Regions from separate parts of the Mus musculus genome. Here region 1 is linked to region 2. Evidence: chromatin contacts called from public Hi-C data. All regions are on one chromosome and are shown on one strand. Each heading gives the region's core, a stretch centred on a gene start, on an enhancer-like site or on the middle of the called end of the contact. The rest is flanking DNA. Distances are from core to core; before and after follow the strand shown. Region 1 overlaps Gm31615 (a long non-coding RNA gene). Region 2 has its middle 15 kb from the start of Gm31499.

Evidence for each region. Hi-C and Micro-C count contacts between places; a contact is called where the count stands out from the background.
Region 1: a contact with region 2 is called in a Hi-C map of B cells, with 4 times the contacts expected there. The contact joins two enhancer-like sites. A contact is called at or near these places in 25 of 484 Hi-C or Micro-C datasets (B cells, the BV-2 cell line, the CH12 cell line and 7 more), 7 of 115 datasets of contacts at active chromatin or transcription factors (all in embryonic stem cells) and 1 of 9 other capture datasets (embryonic stem cells).

What each region holds. Positions count from the first base shown.
Region 1 is chr17:88,253,562-88,257,619 of GRCm38.p6, reverse strand. It overlaps Gm31615 (a long non-coding RNA gene), which reads left to right. Exons shown (of 7, transcript XR_877113.1): 4 at 3,325-3,922. Among named protein-coding and RNA genes, the nearest start is that of 1700116H05Rik, 52 kb to the left of the region's middle. Within about 2 kb of position 1,714, at least 266 of the 459 cell types and tissues checked have an H3K27ac peak or open chromatin away from gene starts, as enhancers often do. A contact at or near this core is called in B cells and the CH12 cell line, where this site is marked.
Region 2 is chr17:88,174,962-88,178,812 of GRCm38.p6, reverse strand. No RefSeq gene overlaps it. Among named protein-coding and RNA genes, the nearest start is that of Gm31499, 15 kb to the right of the region's middle. Within about 2 kb of position 2,407, at least 37 of the 459 cell types and tissues checked have an H3K27ac peak or open chromatin away from gene starts, as enhancers often do. A contact at or near this core is called in B cells and the CH12 cell line, where this site is marked.

The DNA of each region.
Region 1 (4,058 bases), core at 465-2,964, 80 kb before region 2:
TTTTGTTGTTGTTTTTGGAACACTTACCAGCGCAACACTGGGTATAGGAAGGGTGTAAGGAGGCCCAGTTACCCTGCCAGGACTAGGGAACACTAAGGAGAACTCTGGTACCTGAGCTCAGGCTGCAGAGAAGTGGATGCTGCCCTGCTCTGGTTATGACACAGCTGACCCGCACACAGACTGGCTGGGAACACTGGAGAGATCTGATTGGAACCAACCACCCTGCTAGGGGAAACCTACTGGGATTGCCTACAGCAAGAACACTGCCCTTCCTCCTGCTGCCTGGAGTCTCCCTCTAGTGCCCAGATTGGCAGTTTTTCAGTTAACAGCTTAATAATTAGCTCACCAAACACTCGTGCAATCACACACTAATATGATCTGTCCTGTTCGCTGGGATACCTCAGTGCTTAGTTTCCTGGTATAAAACACAAACGGAAAACATTTGTTGATGAAGGTGGAGCTTACACTAGCTGTTTTCCAGTCTGCATTCAAAGGCAAGAAGAGTCCAAAATAACCTCGGTTGTCCTGCCAAAATTTAAGCTCATTCCTGGCTCTATTTATATTTCTCCCAGTTGGCTCTTGGCGGGGCTGTAGGAGGCAGCATAGATAGCCTAGGGCTTCGGAGAAAAATGCAGGTCCAGTGTAAAATCCCAGCCCCTCTAAGAGTTGAGATTCTCGGGCAAATTACTCAGTACCAAAGGCTTGCTTCCCTCATCTGCAAAATGCAGGTGATGATGCTGTGGGGCTTAAATAAGGCAGTCCTGCGGGGGCATGTGTTCCTCAAGGGCTCCCGCCCCACACCCCAGAGGGGTGGGCCCGTGAGTAGCTTGCCCGGATTTCCTGATCGCTGACCATGGTCCAAGCGGGAGGGCCATGGATTCGCCCATGGCTTCTAGGCAGGCCAAAGATTGTAGCACCTCAGTAGGCTAGGCATGGCACCAGGCAGACAGCTAGAGCCCAAGCTCGGCAGCCCAGGACGGCCCTAAGAATTGCGAGGGAGTTTCCTAACAACCCTATTTCAAATTTCCTAATAGTGGAGTTTCAAAGCCAGCTACCTCCTGCCCAGCACAAACGAGGGTGTGGTTGTGTTCACATTCACACTGAAACAAAAGAAAACTAGCAGAGCACCCCCACCCCCCACCCCTACCCCCTGGGCCTCGCTCAGCTCCGGACATTTTCCCAGGCACCCGGTGCAGCCGAGCTACGGGCACGCCCTACGGCCGCTGCACTTTCCAGAGCCAGGGTGCAGCCTCCCCCAAGGTCGGATCCCAAGGGGCTCCAAGGACCCGGCCCCCGGGTGAGCTGGCCGGTTTGCCTTGCCGAGCTAAGTCCGACCCGCAGTTGCAGCCAGATACTGGCCCAAGGCCTGTGGCTGGGCTCAAAATCGTCCTCTCCCGGGCTGGAATCCTGGGAATGTCGCTGCGGGGAAGCATCTGGCTGGCCTCCGGGCGGCAGGAGGGGGTCAAACCTTTTTCGGGTGATTTTGCACAAAATTCTCCCTACACCAAGGGCTGCGGTCCTGGGAAGTGGAAGCCCAAGGAATGACAAGAGAGCTGCTCGCTCCTTCTCCAGGTCGCCTTCGTCATGTCTAACTCCCGATACGCTGCCGGCGAAGCAGACAAAATGCCTTTTCCCCGTTCCGAAGACCCCTTCTTTGTGTCTATGGAAGTTCCTTCCTCGGTTGCGAACCATCTATGCCACCCGAGCGGGTCTTTCCAGCTGGATTGTCGCCACCTCGTGGCTACCTTGGTCCTTCGTCCCCCTAAGCCCTTTGCTCTCTTTGGTCTCAAGCCTATTTTTCTTTTCTTTCTACAACCAGCTATGGACTGAAACTTTATAATCCTGTTCTCTGGGCTTAGGATGTGAGCTGGGATACCTCTGTCCCCTTCTTTCTGTTACACCGCTCGCCTTCTTAAAGAGAAACGAAGCAGGTGCTAGTTGGAGGGCAGGAGTCACCGGGTTGGCAAGCCTGTGGGGGCTCGGTGTGAGGCGCCAGTCCTCTCTCTACCAATTTCCCATGAGACAAACTGATGATTAAGAAGACAAACGCACTCTGTCTTGTTCCTACTGGTTAGTGATGCTATTACACTCGATGAGTATTATTAAAGGACCCCTGTCATTAGAGACTCCCTGTTATTATTGTTATTATTATTTAGCATTTATAATGTATTCCTTATTTTCAAAACACACTATTATCTCCCTGGACTTTCCAAACACAACTGAGCGGCAGGCAGGTGACAACTTCATAAAATAGGGAAACTGAGGCACTGTAATTAGTACAGAGTTATTGGATTAATGAGTCAACAGTAGTCATTTCTCCCCAGAAGATTACTGCCTTACTCTGAACTCATGGATTCCAGTAAATGGTGATCCTGGTTTGGGAAGCTAGTTTCTCACACTCACTTTTATGACCCACTTGTAATCACGTTAGAAACCCAGTCAGGGAAGTCTTCGCACTTATGAGTCATTACTTCAAACTCATTACTGGGCACCTGGGCCACCTTAATTGTATTTTATTTTACAAGTCGAATTATTGTGATTATTGTTACTTAGTATAATAAGTATTTATTGTATTCTGCTAAAATGTATATAATGAATCTCTGTTTTTAAAAAGTAGTAACATTAGTAAGATGGATATATTTTGATCTAGAGAACAAATAGCTCTCTTTCTTTCTTTCTTTCTTTCTTTCTTTCTTTCTTTCTTTCTTTTTCTTTCTTTCTTTGTTTGGATTTTCGGGACAGGGTTTCTCTGTGTAGCCCAGGCTGTCCTGGAACTCATTCTGTAGACCAGGCTGGCCTCAAACTCAGAAATCCATCTGCCTCTGCCTTCCAAGTGCTGGGATTAAAGGCGTGTGCCACCACCACCGGGCAACAAATAGTTTTCAAGATAATCACTCTTATTGTTTGTTACCACAGGCATTCAGGAAAAATTAACTATATTATATATGTGTAGATATTTGGTTGTTTCAAGACAGAGTTTCAGGCCCTTTGCTGTCCTGGAATTCACTTTGTAGACCAGGTTAGCCTTTTGAACTCAGAGATCTGCCTGCCTCTGTCTTCTGAGTGCTGGGATTAAAGCACCTAACTTTGATTATATGATTTTAATGCTGAAGCCTATCAGCCTTTCAGAGACAAGAAAGTTCCCAAGCTTTGCTTCTAGTTTTAAGAAATCTCCAGTCTTAGCCGAGAGTGACTCAGTCCTAGTACTTCGTAGCCGAATCCCTTTCATAACTGAGTTTCCACTCCCAAGGCAGTAACAACATATGGTCATTTCCAATGTTGTATCAATATACGAAGATTTCTACCAATGTTCTATCTTCACAGAAAGGAGCTGTGTCGAGCACTCCGTCTCCTTCCTTCTGGATGAAAGAGATCTGGCATCCTGGAAGTCTCCAGTGCACAGCTTCGGCCTGTGTGGTTTGGAGAGTTGGGAAGTTTATCCGTCCATCCTGCTGCTTGGATGCCAGCCACGCAGGAGTCTCTCATACAACCTTTCTGAGTTTTTCTTTTTACCCATTTCTCATCTCAAATAACAAATTCCTAAAGGCATAATTTCAAAGAAGTTGCTCATCAGTTTAGGGGACCTGGGCCAACCTTCCCAACCTTCCCTTGTGCCCATTCATTCATTCATTCATTCAGAATGCATATGTTGTGTGTCCATATGCTGCATATTAATAATAGCTCCTTTCTTCAGTAAGTTGGGGCTAGCTCATTCCTGCGCAGCAAAGCTTCATGGTTAATTCTTGTTATTCTTACTCTGTAGTGAGAAAACTGGAGCTCCCAGAAGATGCCTATCATAGCACAAGTAGACAGGAACCTGGGAACATGCATGAGACTGCAACTCCCAGCTACTCTGACAATCAAAGCCCTGCGTTACCTTCCTGCACCTGTCACATGGAAGCATGATGAGAGGATGAAGCGGGTAAATATGAGCAGATTACTAAATTAATTTATTTATTTATTTATTTATTTATTTATTTATTTGGTTTTTCGAGACAGGGTTTCTCTGTATAGCCCTGGCTGTCCTGGAGCTCACTCTGTAGACCAGGCTGGCCTCG
Region 2 (3,851 bases), core at 1,158-3,657:
TGCCATGATAATAGACTAAACCTCTGAACTACAATCCAGCCCCAAGTAAATCTTGTCCTTAATAAGCGTTACCATAGTCATGGTGTTTCTTCACAGCAATGGAACCCTACTAAGACTCTTTTGTTGGACAGGTCTGTCTGGGCCAGTGCCCTGAGCAGACCTTGGGAGCAAACTACACAGTGAGTCCCACAACACCCAGAGGAAACTCTACTCACAGATGCTCTAACATGCCCAGGATCATAGGCTAAGAGGTGAGGAGGACACATCTGTCCCAACACTGGGAGTAACTGGGACCAGTGGGACCCAGGCACTCAGGAACTCCACCAGATCAGTGGCACAGGTTCCTTCCAGTCTGTCTAGGCCAGTACCCTGAGGAGACCTTGAGCACAAACTCTGCAGAGAGTCCCACAACACCCAGAGAAAGCTCCACCCCCAGGCACTCTAACATGCCCAGGATCAGAGGATTCCAGGATCCTAAGATCCCAAGATCCCAGGAGTTTGGTCACACCAGGATCTCAGGATCCCAGAAGCAGCTTGATTCCCAGGAGCTCAGACACACCCAGGATTTCAGGATAGGATCCCAGAATCACAGGATCACAGAGACAGCTTGACAATGAGGAGTTCTGACACACCCAGGATCACAGGAAGGACAGACTCCAGTCAGACATAGCCAGGGCAGGCAGCACTAGAGATAATCAGATGGCAGGAGGCAAGCATAAGAACATAAGCAACAGAAACCAAGGTTACTTGGCATCATCAGAACCCAATTCTCCCAACATACCAAGTCCTGGATACACCATCACACAGGAAAAGCAAGATTTTGATCTAAAATCACTTCTCATGATGGTGATAGAGGACTTTAAAAAGGACATAAATAACTCAGGCAGGAATACACAAAGAAACCCTGTCTCGAAAAAAAACAAAACAAAACAAACAAAAACAAAAACAAAACAAAAAACAAAGAAAGAAAGAAAGAAAGAAAGAAAGAAAGAAAGAAAGAAAGAAAGAAAGAAAGAAAGAAAGAAAGAAAGAAAGAAAGAAAGAAAGAAAGAAAAGAAATACAGAAGAACACAGGTAAATAGGTAGAAGCCCTTAAAGAGGAAATACAAAAATCCCCTAAAGAATTACAGGAAAACAATCAAACGAGTGAAAGAAATGAACAAAACCATCCAGGATCTAAAAATGGAGCTAGAAACAATAAAGAAATCACAAAGGGAGATAGAAAACCTAGGAAAGAGATCAGAAACCATAGATGCAAGCATCACCAACAGAATACAAGAGATAGAAGAGAGAATCTAAGGTGCAGAAGACACCATAGAAAACATTGACACAACAGTCAAAGAAAACTCAAAGACATAGGGCAGAGGCTCGGGACCTCATGGGAGGTAGAATGCAGAGAGGGAGAAAGAGCATGTCCTAGGACAATATATAGCCTCCTAGGACAGGTCCCTTGTGACCCACAGCCTCCAACTAGTTTGTATCTCGTAAAGTCCAGTACGCCCCAAAGTAGAGCCACCATCTAGGGAAAGCCCCTGTAATAGCCTTTTAGAAGAACACTTTCTATCCAACATAAAGGCACTAAATAAGTTGTGACTAAGAAAACAGAACTTTGAAAGAGTTACTATATAATTTTTAAAATTTTCTTCCCACCTTTAGTCCCAGCACTTGGGAGGCAGAGGCAGGCAGATCTATGATTTCAAGGGCAACCTAGTCTACAGGGCAAGTTCCAGGATGGCAAGGGCTATACAGAGAAATCTTGTCGATAGATAGATAGATAGATAGATAGATAGATAGATAGATAGATAGATAGATAGATAGATAGATAGGAGAGAGAGAGAGATAGGGAGATAGAGAGATAGGGTAGGTATAGTGAATAAATAGATAGATATGATAGATGGGTAGATGATTGATAGATAAAATGGATGGATAGATGATAGATAGCTATGTAGATGATTGGTAGATAGATGATTGATAGAGTGATAGATAGATAGATAGATAGATAGATAGATAGATAGATAGATAGATAGATGATAGACAAATTTTCTTCCTTTAAAACGTATCCTTCATCACAGGCTACACCTTTCTCACTTTCTGTGGACTGAAAGCTGAAAGCCCCTTTTGCATTGTGCTCTGGGAGATAGAGAAGACCTGTGAGGCTTCCCCCCCCCCCACACACACACACACAGAGCTACCTTTGTTTAAGATTCATGGAATTCACAACTGCATAAGAACATTGAGTTTGGATTCTCAGTTCACAGCTTCTCTATAAACCATGAGAGGGTCACAGGATTTGAGCCTGTTCAGCTAGCACATATCAAAGATTTTGCTGAGTTGCCTCTTTAGATGTTCAGAGCCCAAAAGTGACAACAGGTCACAACCACAGTCTCTAGGGGATTGAGAAGCTTAGCAGCAGCCTAAAGACTTAACCAGTTCACAGCAATGATTAAAACCCCAAAGGGGGGAGGTGGATTGCTCGTGGTGTTCACATTCCACTTATCTCTGTGGATTCTCTCTCTGTGGTTGGGTTGTGTTGGTTGGTTGGTTGGTTGGTTGTTGTTGTTGTTGCTTGACTGTTTTACCATTAATGAATTAATTTATTTATTCACTTAACAACCCAATCACAGTCTCACTTCTCCTCCCAGTCCCCCCTCCCCTTCTCCTCTGAGAAAAGGGAAGTTCCCCTTGTGTACCAACCACTACCACCACCCCACCCCACCCCTGGCACCTCAAGTCACTGACGTACTAGGTGATTCCTCTCCCACTGAGGCCAGACAAGGTAGCTCAGTTAGGGGAACGGGATCCACAGGCAGAAAAACGAGTCAGGGTGAGTTCACACTCCAGTTGTTGGGGAACCTGCATGATACAAAACGGGGGAGGTGGCCTAGGTCTAGCTCATGATCACCCTTTGATTGATGGTTCAGTGTCTGGGAGCCCTCAAGGGTCCAAATTAGTTGACTCTGTTGGTCTTCCTGTGGAGTCGCTACCTACTTCCGGTCCCTCATCCTTGCTCCCGACCCTTCCACAAGAGTCTCCAAATTCTGCCTAATGTTCGGCTGTGCATCTGTTTCAGTCAGCTGCTGAGTAGAGCCTCTCAGAGAACAGTTATATTGGTCTCCTGTCTGCAAGTGCAACCGTTTTATTAATAGTGGCAGGGATTGGTGCTTGCCCATAGGATGGGTTCAAATTGGGCCAGGTATTTGTTGGCTGTTCCCTCTTTGTCCCTGCACTTCTTGTAGGCAGGACAAATTTTAGGCTGAAGATTTTGTGGGTGGGTTGGTGTCCTGCCTGGCTACAGGCAATGGCCACTTCAGGCTCCATATCCCCGATTGCTAGGGGGTCTCAGCTAGAGTCACCTTCATAGACTCCCTATGAAGACTCTCCCATTCCAAGTTATCTGTTTGTTTTTTAAGGAAGTATTTTTATTTTTAATTGGTTGGTGGGCATGTGCACATTAGTGTAGGTGCCAAAGGAGGCCAGTAGGGGGCATCAGAGTCCGCCTAAGTTGGGGTTGCGGGTGGCAGGGAAACACCCAACTTGCATGCTAGAAATGAATTTCTGTTCTTTTCAAGGAGAGGAATACCTCTATTAACTACTAAGCCATCTCTCCCTAACCTCTTAGTTTTTGATACCTGAAATTTTCTTTCTTACTTTGTTCTTCAGATGTAATTGATGTGTAGCAATTTAGCTGTTTTGGGATGGAAAGTAAATTTCCAATGTTCTCTTCAACTAAAAGCCAACCATTTTTCTAAATGTAGAGGCTTGAATTGCTGGATGCTTGTGTTTTGTCAACACATGTTCTCTGTAGGGGAGAGACATCATTGCTGGGGTAAACAAAAGAACATGACTTTCCT